Linked DNA regions of Mus musculus: region 1 is linked to region 2. Evidence: chromatin contacts called from public Hi-C data. All regions are on one chromosome and are shown on one strand. The core of a region is the stretch at or near the end of the contact, and the rest is flanking DNA. Distances in the headings are between cores, read along the strand shown.

Evidence for each region. Hi-C and Micro-C count contacts between places; a contact is called where the count stands out from the background.
Region 1: a contact with region 2 is called in a Hi-C map of liver, with 5 times the contacts expected there. The contact joins the promoter of Olfm1 here to the enhancer-like site in region 2. A contact is called at or near these places in 20 of 39 promoter capture datasets (the 3T3-L1 cell line, 3T3-L1-derived adipocytes, the C10 cell line and 12 more), 30 of 484 Hi-C or Micro-C datasets (the HPC-7 cell line, the N1E-115 cell line, cerebellar granule neurons and 14 more), 7 of 115 datasets of contacts at active chromatin or transcription factors (SST interneurons, VIP interneurons, astrocytes and 3 more) and 2 of 9 other capture datasets (embryonic stem cells and liver).

Annotation. Positions count from the first base shown.
Region 1 is chr2:28,203,464-28,208,803 of GRCm38.p6, reverse strand. It overlaps Olfm1 (olfactomedin 1), which reads right to left and starts at 3,115. Exons shown (of 6, transcript NM_019498.2): 1 at 2,705-3,115; 2 at 577-726. The coding sequence starts at 2,854.
Region 2 is chr2:27,551,699-27,556,538 of GRCm38.p6, reverse strand. No RefSeq gene overlaps it. Among named protein-coding and RNA genes, the nearest start is that of Gm13421, 14 kb to the right of the region's middle. Within about 2 kb of position 1,973, at least 32 of the 459 cell types and tissues checked have an H3K27ac peak or open chromatin away from gene starts, as enhancers often do. A contact at or near this core is called in 3T3-L1-derived adipocytes, liver and trophoblast stem cells, where this site is marked.

The DNA.
Region 1 (5,340 bases), core at 1,866-4,365, 650 kb before region 2:
ATCTCCCTTTCCAACCAGCTGTGTAGCCTGGGGACATCAAACTGAGGAGTGACCAGTGCCACCAGCTGTGCTCAGGTCTTGTGACAATGAAGTGAGACAAGACTCAGAATGTGTGCATAGAAACATCGCTGCCCTCTTGTTAGGAAGCAACCACTAGGAGCATCCATGCGGGCAGGGGGGACTTGGCAGGTGGGACGGAGACATCCCCACGGACAGCCTGTGTGCCATATATCAGGAACCCACCGTTTCCCTGGCAGCATTGTGGAGCCTTTGGACCAGACCCTGAGCATTGCTCAGAGGAGAGATGGCATGTGACGAAGGAGAGCCATGCTTCTGGCTTTCCCAACAAGCTCCTTCCTAGAGCCCTCAGAGCCCAGGAAGCAGGTGTACTCATCTCCCAACCAGGGCCACCCTTGTCCTCTCTCCATTCTCCTAGCCACTCGGTCATCTGCCCATTCATTCAGTCACAAATGTTTAGAGCGTGGGCCATGCCAGTGAAGGCCCAGCCAAGCCTCAGGCCGCCACACTGCACTCTGCATGTGCAAACTCACACATCAACCCCTTGCACGGACTCACCTTCTCCAGTAGCTGCCTCAGCTGTTTTGTGCGGGCATCCCGCGAACACATGGTCTGCTGGGGGGCGACCACTGTGCAGATACACCTGCCCTCACTGTCCTGGGCAGAGCTGTACACCTGCCAGCTCTCCTCGGGGTTGGTGGGCAACACCTGGAGAAGGGCAGGCAGGGAAGGGCACGAGGAGAGAAAGAGAGAATGTGAGGATGAGGGAGACCTGTACCCAGGTGCTGAGGTCTCAAAGAATTGGAGAGGAACAGTGCCTTAAAATGCATGTTCAACCCTGGGTGCTCAGAGTTTTGACCTCTAACCAAATTAATGCCGGGGGAGGTGGGAGGGGCCGCCGATGCACTAGGTTGGGTGAGGGGGCCATATAAGAAACCAGTAGCTAATGGCTTAGGGAATCAGATACCCTCTTCTTCCAGCAAGATGCTGACGAGCCTTGAGCTCCTGTTCCCTAACACTTGGAGACAAGCACAATTGTTATGAGTCCTGAGTCGGCACCTAAGAACTGAGAGCAGCAACCCTAGAGCTGTGTTGTCTCCCGAACAAAAGCAGCCTGGCTCAGATGTTGATTTCCAACTCCATGAAGCTCCCCCACGCACTAGCCATTTGGTGGATGTCAACAAATATATTGTGTAAGGGTCACCCTTAACCTCAATCCTGAGGGTTTGCCCAAAGACCACCAAGGACCCAGAACTGAGTGGCTGGATTCACCTTGCAGGCCTTCTATACCACCCATGACCCTGACCTTCAGATACACAGCAGGGGCAGAAGCCACCAAGGCTCCTGCATACACACCACCATGACCCCTGCCCTCCAGCCACTGCAGCCTACCCAGTCTCCAAGCCCTTCCCTGGCATCCTGCACTTCCCTGCTATTTTTAGATAAGGATGGGAAGAAGGCAGAGAAGCAGGTAGTGCTATACTTCATTTCATTCATCCAGCTTAGGACACAAGCATCCAAAATCCTTATCAGGGAAACTCATGGTGATATTTTTGTTTGGCTTTTTTTTTTTTTTTTTTTTTTTTGAGACAGAGTCTCATTACGCAGCTCTGAATGTCAGGGAACTCACTCTGTAGACCAGGCTGGCCTCAAACTCACAGAGACCCACCTGCCTCTGGGATTTAAGGAGTGGGACACCACTCCCAGTACCAGGGCACTAGGAAAACTCTTTTTAAAACAACAGGAGAGGCAGACCCTACAAGAGTGATAGATGGTGGTGGTGGTGGTGGTGGGTCACACCACCCAGCTCTTGGGATCAAACTGGAGGAGAATGGTCCCTCACCTGTCCTTTCCACTGAGAAGGTTATGCCAGGGTCCCTTTCCAGTGGCCCCTGACTTAAGGGTGGTCTCTGCTCAGCCTGCTCCATCTATCATGGAAGTCAGCCTTATCCAGACCCTCCACCCAACCCCCAGCCATAGCTCCCCATCCGCAGGCTGCCGATGACATGGAGATTCGATTTCCGTGTCAGAGGCCAGTAGAGAGGGGTGGGTGAAGACAGATCGGCAGCTGGGTCCCGCCCAGCTCCTCTCAACCTCCTCCAGAGTGCACGCTGAGATCTTCCAACCGAGATGAGACCGGAAGGGTCCCTTGGGATTTGGGGGGCTCAGGTGAGATCACAAGCTCTGGTCTTTTGCCTTGGGCCCCACTCTGCACTGGTCCAGTCCGTCTTTTACAAAGTAGGGCGAGCTGAGTCCTGGCTGGACCTAGCCCACAAAGGGTTTTAAGCAGCACCTCCACCCCTTACTTGCTGAGTGACCTTGGCTAAGTCCCCAAGTCCCTAGCTTCAGTTTCCTAAGCTTTGCAAAGAAAGATTTTCTAATATTAGTGAACGAGGACTCTGGACTTTGAACCCCTCCCACCATCACCAAAGCAGGTGTCCTCAAGCCCCTCCGGGGGACTGGGAGCAAAAAGCATCGCCCCGAAACGCCAGAGTGCGAGTGGCGGCCGCAGCTGAAGGCACTGCTTGGCTGCAGGGCAGAGGGTGGGCTCGTGACCCCGGCCCTTGTAACCCTCCCTCCCAGGGTGACCCCATCCTGTGCCGCACCGCCGGGCCAGCCCGGGGCTCGACCCGAGAGGAGGCAGGAGGGAGGAGGGGCCGCGAGGGCTCAAGGCGGGCGCACTTACGCCGGTGCTGCGGTCCAGCGTCCCGCCGCTGGCGGCCGAAAGCCGGGTGGTATTGAGGCCCACCAGCGAGGGCAGCGTCTGGGACATCCAGTTGGTGATCATGGCCATGGTGCTTAGCACGACCCCGATCTTCAGCAGCGGCACCGACATCGCGCCTCGAGTGGCCTCCTGCGCCCGCGCCGCGCCGGCGCCGGCTCCCGCGCCCCGGGCAGCCTCAGGCGGCGGGCACCACGGCGGGCAGGGGCGCCCGGCCGCGTCCCCGCGCCCCCTCTGCCCGCCGCCGCCCGCCGGTCTCTGCCTCCCTGTGCGCACTGGCCATCGCCGCGCCGCCCCGGCGCCGGGAGGTGACCAGGCGGCCCTGCCCGGCGCGCGCTGCCTGCCCGCGCTGCCCGCCGCTGCAGCGTCCCCGCGCGCTCCGCTCTCGAGAAGGGCCACCGGGTTCTGAGCGCGGCGCGGGCTGTGCGCGGGGGCCGCGGCCGGGGGGCGGGGACAAGGCCGGGCGGCGGCCGACGCAATCTGCCCAGGAAATGGGTGGATTTTTCCTCCGAGCTCCGGCTCCGCGACGCCCCCTGGCTGCAGGCAGCGAGGTCTGCAAACCGGTCGGCCGAAGAGTTAGGGTCACCCAGGAGGACGGATAAAACGCCGCCACAAATCGTAAAAAAAAAATATAAAACCTCAAGAATCTCGCATGGCACCCATCCACAGAACACCCCCTCGCCCAGCTCTCTCGGTCACCCTCACGGTTTTGTCTCGCCCAGGCCCGGCCTGCTTGTGGTCAAGGGTCTCCTCCCCTGCTGCTGGGCTTGCCTTCCCTGGTGGACTAAGTCCAGTCAGTTTGGGGTGTCTCCTGAGCCCCAGCAGGAAAGAGTAGCTTGGGTGGAGTCTCCAGTGTCAGCGCAGGAGTAAAGAGGTAGCTACAAAGTGAGAGACACTGCTGGGAACCTTGGACAACTACCTCAGAAGGAGGGGACAGTTGGAAGTCCTAGCGGGGGAACACCCTGGGCTTGTGGGAGCAGGTTTAAACAGAGAGGGACTGGAGGGGGGCGGTATGCCTGCTGTGCACAGTAGAGGATGAAGGAGAGAGAGTGTGCCAACCTACCGTCAGGAGCTGCTGGAAGCATAGGGCTCAGGAGGAACTAGAGGGGCCACACCCATGATTGTGGGGTATGGTACATGCACGGGGGGCGGGGAGGGGCGGGGTTAGAGTATCTGGCGTCTATGCTGTAGGCTTAGATGGACAGGGGTCCCTCGCAGGGACCCAGATCAGGGCCAGGCAAGCTTCAGCAGTATCTGTGCCAAGACTTGTAAGTCTCAGCAAAACAGAACAGCCGGCAAACACAACTTCATAGTGCTTTTGACTTTGAAGCAAGCCCTCTAAGCTGAGGAAAGCCAGTTTCTGCAGGCATTCCTCCAAGTTGTTCCAGTCCCGGGCAGGGAAAGCCAGCCTATTCGCAGCCCCCTACCCCTGCGCTCTTTCCCACCTGGTCAATTATAGACCAGGAAGAGATGTCAGAACAAAGGCAGGCCTCCTGGGGTCTGCCAAGAGGGATATGACATCTTCCGGGGGCTTGTCTCTCTGTGTTCAGTCCTCATTTGCAGAGAAAACGTCAACAGCCAAGATGACCCTGGCCCGAGTGCTGGGCGTGAGCCCTGCTGGCTCAAGAAGTCAATTGGAGTTGTTTCTCTGGTTAATGCATGGCATTCATTGGTGCCTCCAGTTTGGGTCAGATGCCAGCGAATTACAACTGTTAGGGAAGGGCGCCATCTCTCCGTGAAATCTGGTACTGCAGTCCAGTCACACCCAGTGGTCCTGCTGGATGCAGCAGCCGGAGATGCAAGGCTCTCTGCCCTACATCCTCTGCCAGGCATTTTCTGAACAGAATCAGGGCCGTGGCTGTGTCTACTCACTTGCTTCCTACTACACAAAGGTAAGGAGCGCTTAATGTTTATCAACAATTTCAAATCCAGCCCAGTACAGTCCTCAAAGTTCTCAAGGCGTCTCAGGAGTCATACCTTTTATTGAATTCCTACTTAGTGCAAGATACACAGTGCAACATGCTCTAAGCTCTGTGTCAGATGCAGCATAGAGACCATAACTGTCTTTGTTAGGCACACTCCATGGCCAAGCACCATTAAACCTTTCCTGCTCTCTAATGGGCAGAAGTCCCTCCCAGAGGTCAAGTGACCTTGGGGTCAAGGGGAGCTCTGCTATGAACTTGTATGAGACAGTGACCTAGCTAATGAGCTTTATTGAGACTCAGCTCTCTCATTTTTAAAATGGGCTTGACGATAGTAGCTTTCTCCTGTGATGTGTTAAGAGCGTAGGAATAAGACTGGCCTGCTCTGGTGACAGTCATTGTCACCTTTTCAAATGATAAATATGGGTTCAGCCAGCAACCTGTGCAAGGCAGGCTGCGGAGCTGGGCTTTGATATAAGGTGTGATGACCCTGAGCCCTCTGACACACCTCTGGAGCTGCTGTCAGTCAAATATCACAAGCAATGCAAGTATTTCCTCATAAGGAGAGAGGTGGGGATTTATAACCATATAGATATAGCCATATATCCATATAACTATAGTGGTTTCAAAGAGTTCCTGACTCTGTGTTAGGTGAGTGATTTCCACAGGATCCACAAT
Region 2 (4,840 bases), core at 724-3,223:
TGGCTGAAAGATCAGCCCAGAAGGCATCCTGAAAGGGTACAACTGCATGGATAGAGACCCTAAGGTGGGAAAAGTTAAACATTCTAGCAGGGAAGGAAGGGTGGAGCCCAGGATGGCTATGCAGGGCTGGTGGCCTACCAGGCTATGTACCTCAAAGCTCCACTTGGGTCAATGGGCAGCTTGCTTGTGAAACATGGAATGAGCCTAGGTTACTTGGCCCAGGAGCCCCTAGAGTTATATATAGTCACAGCTGTACTCTTCAAGACTTCCCCCAGACTGGAAAAGGCAGCCCCCAGCAAGTATCTCCTGCCTTTCCCAAACAGGGTCTGGTCACAGAAAACTAGCACTGGGTCCTGACTTGTGGGAAGAAGCCACTCCACCTGCAAGGCCAGACCTATAGGAAGGGATGTAGAATTGTAGCCACATCACTGACTGCACCCCTTAACAGAGGACACATATGTGAAAATGGAGGTACAGAGAGTAGTGGACTGAATGTTGCCCCCTTCAAAGACATATTCCTTGAAACTTACGACTGCCCTTGTTTGGGAAAAGATACTCTGCAAATGTAAATGGGGACAGGATCATCAAAAGAGATCAGTGGATCGAAGGCCTGAAATCCAATGACAAGTGCCACTATAGGAGACACACAAGACACAGGGGAGCAAGAGGAGGCCTTGAGAGAAGGAAAAGGAAATTTATTGACACATTCTCAACCCCAGGACTATCTGGGAGACAGGAGGAACCATCTCACTAGGAGCCTTGGGAAGAGTCAGCAGCCCCACCCCCACCCCGACATTCCATGCCCCCCCATGCCTTGATATCGAACTCTGACCTCCAGAACAGGGAAATTTGTTTTGAGCCATCCAGTTTCAGTTCGTGGAATTTCAGTGATGCAGTATCAGGCTGCTCAGAAACCTTTATCTGCTCCAAGTAAAACAGGGGCCCAGCCTGGATGTGGTGTTCTGAACATGAGCCTGGGCCCTGAGCTGCAGATTTCGCTGTCTGGAGCTTGGGGCCCAGGGAAGCTTAGGTGGGCAGAACCAGGTCCATTTTGCCTTCACTTCAGGTTTCTGAGCACCCAAGTGTCCAGCTGTGGCCGGTGACAGCAGGTATCCTAGAACCCCACGCACATACAGTCAGTCTGGCTGACTCTTCCCCTGTGGCTCAGTGAGTGTGGTACTGGCAGAGGGCAGACAAAAAAGGCAGACCCCAGTTCAACAGAAAGAGCAAAGGCTACCAGGGACCATAGGACAAGGTCAGTGTCACCGAGTCAGGATTGGGGTACTCAGGAGGATCCCTCTTGGGGAGCTTCAACCGAGCACAGCATGTGCCTCTAGATCAGTGGTTCTCAACCTGCGGGGTGTGACCCCTCTGAGGGTCACCTAAGACCACCAGGAAACAGATATGTACATAATGATTCAGAACAGTAGCAAAATTACAGTTATGAAGTAGCGATGAAAATAATTTTATAGTTGGGGTCACCACAACAGAAGGAACTGCTGTAAAGGGCCACGACAGTAAAAGGTTGAGAACACTGCTCTAGGCGGATGATAGAAATTTGGTCCCTGCCCTGAATCTCAGCCTTCCACTTCTCCAGCACAGCTAGACCTCCAGAATGAGAAGAAAGTTGTCTCCTTGTCCATCCCCAGCCAATAGCCTCCGATTCCACAGAAACAACTGATGAAAGAGAAACAGAGCGAGTGCCCTCATCCAGGCTGCCTCGGGGTTCTGCAACAGCACAGGACACCAGGGGAGCCCAAGAAGGCTCTGGAACAACCTGAAAAGCAGATGACTTACTCTGAGTCATGCCTAGTCTCAAGGGCCTGGGGCTCTGTCCCTCCCTCCTTCAGGCCCTTAGGACTCTCCCAGGGAGCTGGTAGTAGGTTATTTATATATTGGAGGAAGAGCAGCCCCAGCTTGGACCATGCAGAACTTCCGGTCCTTCAGCCAAGGGGCCAGAGCAGGATGGAAGCACTCTAGAGGCGGCTGGGTCAGGCACGAAAGGTCTCTGGACCGACGCCGACCCTGGGAATACTGTGTCCCCTCATGTGCCTGCACGTCCGGGGGTCAGTGGTTGTTTTATTAATAGAGGGCCCCAAGGAGAAGGCTCACCCCGCTGGATGGTCATTCACCTCCCTATAGAAACAGAAGAGCATCCAGGGAAGGCTAAACTAGAAGCACAAGGGCATCCCCCAGAGGGACACAGCCTTAGTCACTCATAGGGGCATCTCCCAGAGAGAGCTTGGCCTCAGTCATCCTCTGCCATGAGAAATAAAAAGCTAATTTGCCAGATCTCTGGCTCCAGCAGGCAGCAGCTACTTTAAAATTGACACCAGTCTCATTGAGACACAGGAAAAGCAACACACAGTCTGAGCAGTAGCCTATCTGCAAGACACTGGAATAGTCAGAGGTGTCCACCTGAGCCAGTCATACACACCAAAAATTTCAGCCCAGCCCTGTGAGTCTTCAAAGCCACTGACTGGTTGGTTGTATCTTTCCAGGGCCATTCACAAAAACAAAACAAAACAAAACAAAACAAAACAAAACAAAACAAAACAAAACAAAACATGGTGCTGGAGAGATGGCTCAGTGGTTGAGTCCTGACTGTTCTTCCAAAGGTCCTGAGTTCAAATCCCAGCAACCACATGGTGGCTCACAGCCATCTGTAACAAGATCTGACACAAGATCTGACTCCCTCTTCTGGAGTGTCTGAAGACAGCTACAGTGTACTTACATATAATAAATCTATAAATCTTTTTAAAAAAAGATGATCAGGTTTACAAAAATACAAACTATGTCCTCAGAGAATCTGGTGAGTGAATTGGGCTTCATGGCTCACATTTCCTGGGTAGTATGAAAAAAATCCCCAGGGCATTTCCTAGTTGCTATATAACAAAGACCTGACAAGACCAACTTCAAGAAGGGATGGTGCTGGTGGGGCTCACAGTCATCAGAGCTAGGAGGGAAGGTCACATGGCATCCGTGCCGAGGATGCAGACAGAGCTCAGCCCACTTTCTCCTTATTTAGGCTAGCACCCCAGCCCGTGAGACGGTACTGACCAGTTTCAAGGTGGCTCCTCCTACCTGGACAAACACAATCTAGAAAACTCCTCGAGGACATGCCTAGACATTTGTCTCATAAGTGACACTGGATCCTATCAACTTGACAGTCAACATTAATCATCGCATGTGGAATTGCATGTATGCACAATACATATGCAATGGGAGGTGACTGGTCCACCACAGCACTTACTAGAGACCCAAAACATAACTATGTACCAAGCCACAAGCCCAGGGCATTCCCTAGCACCCCAGAGTCCTCTGGAGCTGTAGACCCCAGTTCAGTTTGTGCATGTCAGTCAAGGTACTAGAACAGGATCAAAACACTCCAAAACTGGCCGGCGACACCTCCCCACCATCCTGTGTGTGTGCATTCCAAGTTTTAGTTTCTCCATCTGGAATCAGGACAGGCATAGCTGGGTCTCCCAAGCTTGCTCCAAAGCCAAGTCTGAGGCCCACATTATGTATTTCTCTGATCAATTCCTTTGGAAAAAACAAACAAACAAACAAACTGAAGCCCAGTCTGGATGGGCAAATTGTCCAAGCCAAAGAGAAGTGGGAATGCAGCCCTGCCCAAGGCTTGGAGGTGGGGGAGCAAAAGTTCCTTTCCTCGGGACCCAAGACCAGTTTGGCTTTTCCAGAGCCTCCGCACCCTGAGTGGTGCAAGTCTGCCTCCACGTGGAGACTGATGGAATTTCCTCCAGATGAGCAGAAATTACATCTGAGACCTAGGAAAGTCAGCTCCCAAAAGCATGGGGGTAAGTGCTAGAAGAGGCTGAAACAGCTTTCTCGCCTGAATGATGCCTACCCCATCTAAACCTTGCATCCAACGCATCATTAGACATGAGGCATAACTGCAGAGAAATCAGACTGGATAGGTTGGATTTGTTGGTTAGCAATGCTAAGCAGATTCTAGACTCTGTTTTCTAGAGTTGCTAGAGAAGCTCAGCTTAGCTGGTTGGCTAAGCATGGGCCATAAGGTGACCGCCACAAAGTCAAAGCCTAGAACTGTTTGGGGGTCATAGAGGAAAGTGTCACTCCTCAGAGAGACTGGAATGTTCCACTAGATTATTCCAGCATGTCTGTTCATCTCTGTGGGGTGGTCCAGAGAAGACTGCTCTCAGCATGACTGTGAAAAGTTATTTTTCTAGGGGATTCCCAGCATCATGAGGAACACTGGTCTCTCCCTAGATGGCAAGAATTACAATATGGGCCAGAGAGATGGCTCAGCGGTTATGAGCACTGACTGCTCTTCTGAAGGTCTTGAGTTCAAACCCCAGCAACCACATGGTGGCTCACAACCATCCCTAATGAGATCTGACGCCCTTTTCTGGTGTGTCTGAAGACAGCTACAGTGTACTTACATAATAAATAAATCTTTTTTAAAAAATTACAATGTGAACCACAGCCATACTGGGCCCCATAGCTGCAATGAGGGTAACTGGATGGTCACACGGTCAATAACATAACATGGGACTGAGCGGCAGAAGAATCTCCGAGTTCCAGATGAGCCGGGTCCAGGATAGCTAGATACAAAGAAACCCTGTCTCAGAAAACAAAAACAAACAAACATGGGTTTGGAGACCATAAGGACAGCAGAATCAAAGAGTAAAATAAGCTGACTCTGGGAAATTTAGGGTGCTGAGTAGCTGACAGAGGTGTCCTCAGAGGGGACACAGACTGGTACTCTACATTGTTACTGATTTTATGAGTGAAGCTTTGAACTTAAGTGAGCAGAGTCTAACTTGAACTGGCAAAGCAGTCTTGTAGCTTCTCAACT